Regions from separate parts of the Mus musculus genome. Here region 1 is linked to region 2. The links are chromatin contacts, called in public HiChIP or PLAC-seq maps. All regions are on one chromosome and are shown on one strand. The core of a region is the stretch at or near the end of the contact, and the rest is flanking DNA. Distances in the headings are between cores, read along the strand shown. Region 1 holds the start of Ifi213 (interferon activated gene 213). Region 2 holds the start of Ifi214 (interferon activated gene 214).

What was found. HiChIP or PLAC-seq counts read pairs in DNA pulled down with a chosen protein or histone mark.
Region 1: a contact with region 2 is called in a BATF HiChIP or PLAC-seq map of CD8 T cells, with 14 read pairs. The contact joins the promoter of Ifi213 here to the promoter of Ifi214 in region 2. A contact is called at or near these places in 1 of 15 datasets of contacts at CTCF or cohesin (CD8 T cells), 1 of 484 Hi-C or Micro-C datasets (nephron progenitors), 3 of 115 datasets of contacts at active chromatin or transcription factors (CD8 T cells, effector CD8 T cells and memory CD8 T cells) and 2 of 9 other capture datasets (adipose tissue and liver).

What each region holds. Positions count from the first base shown.
Region 1 is chr1:173,597,686-173,600,524 of GRCm38.p6, forward strand. It overlaps Ifi213 (interferon activated gene 213), which reads right to left and starts at 1,587. Exons shown (of 6, transcript NM_001368798.1): 1 at 1,335-1,587.
Region 2 is chr1:173,534,518-173,537,505 of GRCm38.p6, forward strand. It overlaps Ifi214 (interferon activated gene 214), which reads right to left and starts at 1,440. Exons shown (of 5, transcript NM_001024721.2): 1 at 1,155-1,440.

The DNA.
Region 1 (2,839 bases), core at 337-2,836, 63 kb after region 2:
TGAAACTCTCCTCAGAGAGAGGAGAGACAGGAAGGGCATCAACAGGACCACTGAAGGAGGAAACAACATAAGCTCAGTAATGTTGTTGTCTTCACTTGTTAGCCACTTGAGTCATAAGAAAAGGCAAGAAAAGAAATGCAGATGTCCCATAAAAGAAGTAGTCATAATAAAATCCAGAAAAATGTGTCCTCAACCTACCCTAGAGGACTTAACATAATTGGTTAATTAACATCTTTTGTCAAGTTTTTTTTAACACATACATCTAAAGGTTACCATTAAGACATGAATTCATGGAAATTATAAAATAAATCCTTTTTATAGTAACTAATAAGGGCAAATTTTTCTATATTAGCATTGTCTTAATTAGAACCACAAATAAAAATTCTTCTCAGAAAATCAAAATAATGAAAATAGTTTACCTCCTAGAAATAGATAAGTGTTTTAATAATAGAAAGTCTAATAATAACTTAAAAACCAAATTTTTATGCATGATTTATTTATCTTAATTTCTAAATGAACAGGGTTGTAACTTTTGTAAAATCTTAGAAAGTCTGGGCAGCATAATTAATACACCTAGTAAGTGATAGATCAACCATAGTGCACAGAGGGACTGCAGAAGAGTCTAAAAGTGTGAAGTATATATCTAGTTCTGATGAACCCTCCAACTCTTTTCTAAATCTTACCACCAGAATACAAAATCAAAGAAAACTAAAAAGACAAATAAACCAAAGCAATTAACTTTCAGGATGATACAGATTAACAATGTCTACAATTCCACCATATCCACTTGAAGTAGAAGTGAATGAAGACCATTTAATGTGCTTCTTGAGTCAATAAAACCCCAGGTTTGCAATCACTGTGAATCTGGGACACCTTTGACCACATATGCCCATTGGTGCCCAGACTATGTATGGTTGCAATACTAGATAATGCAGCCTGAGAGCTAGATGCATTTTTCACTGGGTATTATTACCTCATGACAATTTTTCCTGTCACAAACACGTCTTTTGCCCAGCCATTCACTACAACCACCAGGTTCTAAGCACTCTCCAGCCAAGAAAACAAAAGCCCTCTTCTTATTCACTTATCCTGACTTACCTAAAAAAACGTGTATTTTATAATCTGAAATATGCCCCTTTTCGGATCAGTCTTACTGGTGGAAGAATAAGGATGCCTAGCATATTTATGAGCCAAGGACCTGAATCCAGATACTGCAGATTCACTGCTCAGTGTAGCAGCCACCAGCTTGGCTTCCTTCTCTCTCCACCAAAAGATCAACAGGGATTTCACCTGTAGTCGTGTGCATTCACAGAGAAAGCAGGGGGAGGACTCACCTCTTCAGAAAATTCTTCAGTGGTATCCAGTTTTGCAGGGCAGGAAGCAGTGAGTGAATGAGCAAGTGAGCAAGTGAGTGTGTGTGTGTGTGTGTGTATGTGTGTGTGTGTGTGAAGATAAAAAAGTAAACAGTAAATCTCTCAGAAGGTGATACAGAGGATTTTGTAATCTCCTGAAATTCTGAGAAAATAAAGTGTTTTCAGAGAGAGAGATGGAAAGCTGACACTGGGTAGAGTCACTGCTCAGCTGCTCAGACTGAGGGGAACTGGTTTCTCATCCTGTGCTACTTTGTGGGGAGTGGACAAGGTTCATAGCTTTCGATTTCCTCAGAGACGGAAACTCAAGAGTTTCCTTCTTGTAAACAATAACCAAAAAAGTCAAAGAGAGCTAGTTACACTCAGGATGTTTCTTGCAAATCTTCATAGGTACAAGATTTAGATTTATAATCCTCATGTCCTACAGGCTTGCAAAAGGATCCCTAGGAACCTTCATTCCTTTGAATGAAGGTGAAAACTTAGACCAAAAAAGCCAAGTCACCAAGCCTCTTCTTTCTTTTCTGCTCAGGACAGAGTCAGTATCAGGAGATCTTTGCTGTGTTAGTTGCCTGCTGCATGTAAATGAGTTTCAAGGAAAATCTAAGTGAAACAGCTCCTGGTTTAAGTCATCCCTGTAGCATCTATGCATCCATTAGTAGCTCCCAAGACCTAGACTTGCCAGAGCATAACATTACAAACACACAACTCCAAGCTGCAACCTCAAATAGATAGAAAGGCATTTGGCTTTATCTACCTCCCTCTTGATTATAGAACTAAGCTGTCCTCCTTCAATGGTGAAGTAAATGTTTCCTCAGTGTCTCTACATTATTCACTGGTAAGCACAGGGAAACCTGGGTCCTGGGAGTCAGTGGGAAACCTCGAGCTTTGATTGAGATTATGGGCTGAAATAATGCTTGTCCTGCTACATTTTTTCTGAAATGGAGAGTTCAAGGATTAAGGATTGCTGTAATCCTGAAACATGGAACAAATGGCATCAAGCAGCAGATAATGATATTGGAGCCTGCCAGCTGGTCTGCAAAAGAGGATGATGCCATAGCTAGGTAACCAGTCACCTGGATGAAAATGATGGGAGTTAAATTGCTTTCCAACTGCTAGTCTTGGGCAACTTCTGGATGTATATGCCTTTGATAGTAGAACAGTTGGGGGAATCACCATCCCTGACCTCAAGATTTCTTACAGAGCAATAGTGATTCAACCTGCATGGTATTAGTACTGAGACAGACATGTTGATCAATGGAATAGAAATGAAGACCCAGAAATAAAACCACACACTTCCCATCACTTGATCTTGATAAGCCAAAACTATATAATGAAAAAAAAAAGAAAGCATTTCAAAAACGGGTTTTAGTCTAACTGGCTGTCTCTATGTAGAAGAATGAAAATTGACCCATATTTATCACCTTGCACAAAGCTCAAGTCTAATTAGATCAAGGACCTCAACATAAAAT
Region 2 (2,988 bases), core at 190-2,689:
TCTCAGGGACTAAACCACCAACCAAAGAGTATACATGAAGGGAACCATGGCTCCAGCTGCAAATGTAGCAGAGGATGGCCTTATTTGGTATCAGTGGGAGGGGTGGTTCTTGGTCCTGTGAAGGCCCAATGCCCCAGTGTTGGGGAATGGCAGGGCAGGCAGGCAGGAGTGGATGGGTGTGTGAGGGAGTACCCTCATAGAGGCAGAGGAAGAGGGGATGAGATAGTAGGTTTGAAGAGGGGAAACTGGGAAGGTGGATAACATTTGAAATGTAATAAAATAAAATAAAAATAAAAATAAATAAAAAAGAAGTACATCTCTTGATTGTTAAAAATAAGTAAAATCTTTTGCAGTGATTTAGAAAGTTTAGCTACAATAATTAATAAACTTAGCGAGCCTGGTCTAATGTTCACAGAACTTTGAAATCAATTAAGAGCTTCTATCCAAGTCCTCTGCTGTGGTACACGTATTCTTCAAACTGTTCTATAAATGGGCAAGATACATGTGTTCTAATTAACTTTCCATCACTCTATTACACTTCACCATTAGAGAACCAAAAGGAAAACAAAATGGCCAAAAACAACTTTCGTGATGGTAGAAATTACCAATAATGGAAATACCACCTTTAGAAAGGTGTGAAGAAGAGAACAAACAGAATGTGTTTGGGAAATGGTTAAACCATTGTGTGTTTATATATTATGATCCTGAGAAACTTCCTAGTGATAGGATACTAGAAAATTCATTTCATGTCCAGAGGCAGTTTTTATTCACAATAATTTTTCATGTCACTATCTTGGCTTTTTCCCACTCACCCACAGATCCCAGATAACCATGAACTCCCTATCCGAGCTAATTATAGCCTTCACATTATCCACTTATTCAGATTTATACTTAGAAAGTTCATTAAACAATCTAAAATATGCAAAATGTTTTATTCTTAGCTCATTCCTCTGTGGTGGAGGACTAAAGATGTCTGCCATCTTTTTGAGTGACTGACCCTAATCCGGCTGCTGTGGGCTCACTGCTGAGTGCAGCAGGCACCAGATCAGCACTGCCTCCTCCACAAGAACCAGCAAAGGTCTTTTCACTGTCCTTGTTGTTTTTACAGATGTAGCCAATATCTACCATATCTACAGAAAACAGGTAGAACTCACCTTGCTGGATGTTTCTCTAAGGATGTAAAGCTGAGATCTTCTACAGGGCAGGACTAGAGGCTTCTCCACTCCTCTTCCTCCTCTTCTCTTTTGTCCTTCTTCTTCTTAAAGTTTGTTGGGGACTGGGAGGAGTTGGTGTGTGTGTGTGTGTGTGTGTGTGTGTGTGTGTGTGTGTGTGTGTGTGTGAAGAAGATAAACCAATAAATCTCTTGGGAACTGGAAAATGTAATCTACAGAAATTCTCAGGTTAGACTCACTCCATGGACTGAGGCTTGCTGAATGTCTCAGCTGGGTGTTGTTTTGTGGGCAGAAGAGCTAAGAAATAGCAAGTTCTCCTCCCAGCAGAGTGCATCGCTTTCGATTTCCTCAGAGACTGAAACTCGACAGTTTTTTCCTGTATACCTTTTAGTCACCATAAGAAAGTCAGAGACAGTTACACTCCATTGATATGTTTTGCTTTTCTTACAAATCTTACAGGTACAAGAACCAAATATAAAAGCTCTGTATCCAACAAACTCACAAGGGAGTCACCAGGAATGTGCTCTCTTTTAAATAAAGATGAATCCCCAAAAGGCAAAGCTAAGTCACCAGGTCTCTTTCTTTCCTGCTCAGGATGCAGATGGCAGCAGGAGAAATTGGCAATTGCTAGCTGCTCTTGAATGAATTTCAAAAAAGAAAAAATAATCTGAGATGAAATTGCTTTTGGTTTAAACACTTCACTCCTTTGTTAGTTCCCTGGACTTTCCAGAGTACCAATGTTGTTAGAAACATAGGACTCCAACCTCACGTAAGCAGAAAGGATTTTGGCTTTAGCTTTCCTCTTTTCTGTTACTACTACTACTACTACTACTACTACTACTACTACTACTACTACTACTATTGTTAATTTATTTACTTTTAAAGACAGAGTCTCACTGTGTAGTCTTGGCTGGCCAGGAACTCTCTCTGTAGACCAGGCTCAGTTTAGGTTTAAATCTTTTACCCGGCTTTGGAAAGTAGTATTCTTTAACTGGTGATTGCCTTAGTTAAGAACTTTTAAAAACATGCCATCCTTTCATGTTTCCATCATTGGGAATTGCATTACCTTGAAGTATTTCTGAAACAATGTAGATGACTAGAAACTATGGATTTGCTGACTAGGTGCCATTTTCACTAGTTTCTTAGACTACATAAAATACTAATTAATCTCAAAAAGGAGAGAAGGGGAAGGAAAGCCAGAGAAGCTTTTCTTGGGAGAGCTAAGCCACTGGACCTGTGCTGTGTCTCCACCATTGATTCTGATTGCAGTCCTTTATTCATGGTGGATGGAGGTTGGAAAATACCATCTTTATCTTTCTTTTGTTTGGCCAATGTAGTTTTTCCTTTTCCTTTCTTCATCTTTTGAACTGATGTAGTAAAGAAAGGCCAGGGGAAGTTGATCCTACTGTTTCCGCTCAGTTCCTGCTTATGTCTCAGTGGATTTGCCTATCCCTGCTGCAGAAGCCCAACATAGCCACAAGGTAGCCAAAGGTACCAAGCTGGGACAAGCACTGTGGACAGTCTTTGTATGGATCATTCCAAATTACAGCATCAGAGAAAGAAATTATGGTTTAATTTGTGATGTGGCAAAGTGGTGATGTTACACTTTGACTTCTTATCTCTATTGCTGTTATTTGGTAGTCGATGCAGGGTCTGACTATGGAGCCCAGGCCAGTCTCAAAATTCAGCTCTCCACTATGCCTAATTTTATCATGTTTTCTTTATTACCAATTGACTTTATAAAAGGGACTTGCTCATATCTCTGAGATACAGTTTTACTTATAATTAGATATTGTCGCACATTTACCATCAGGAT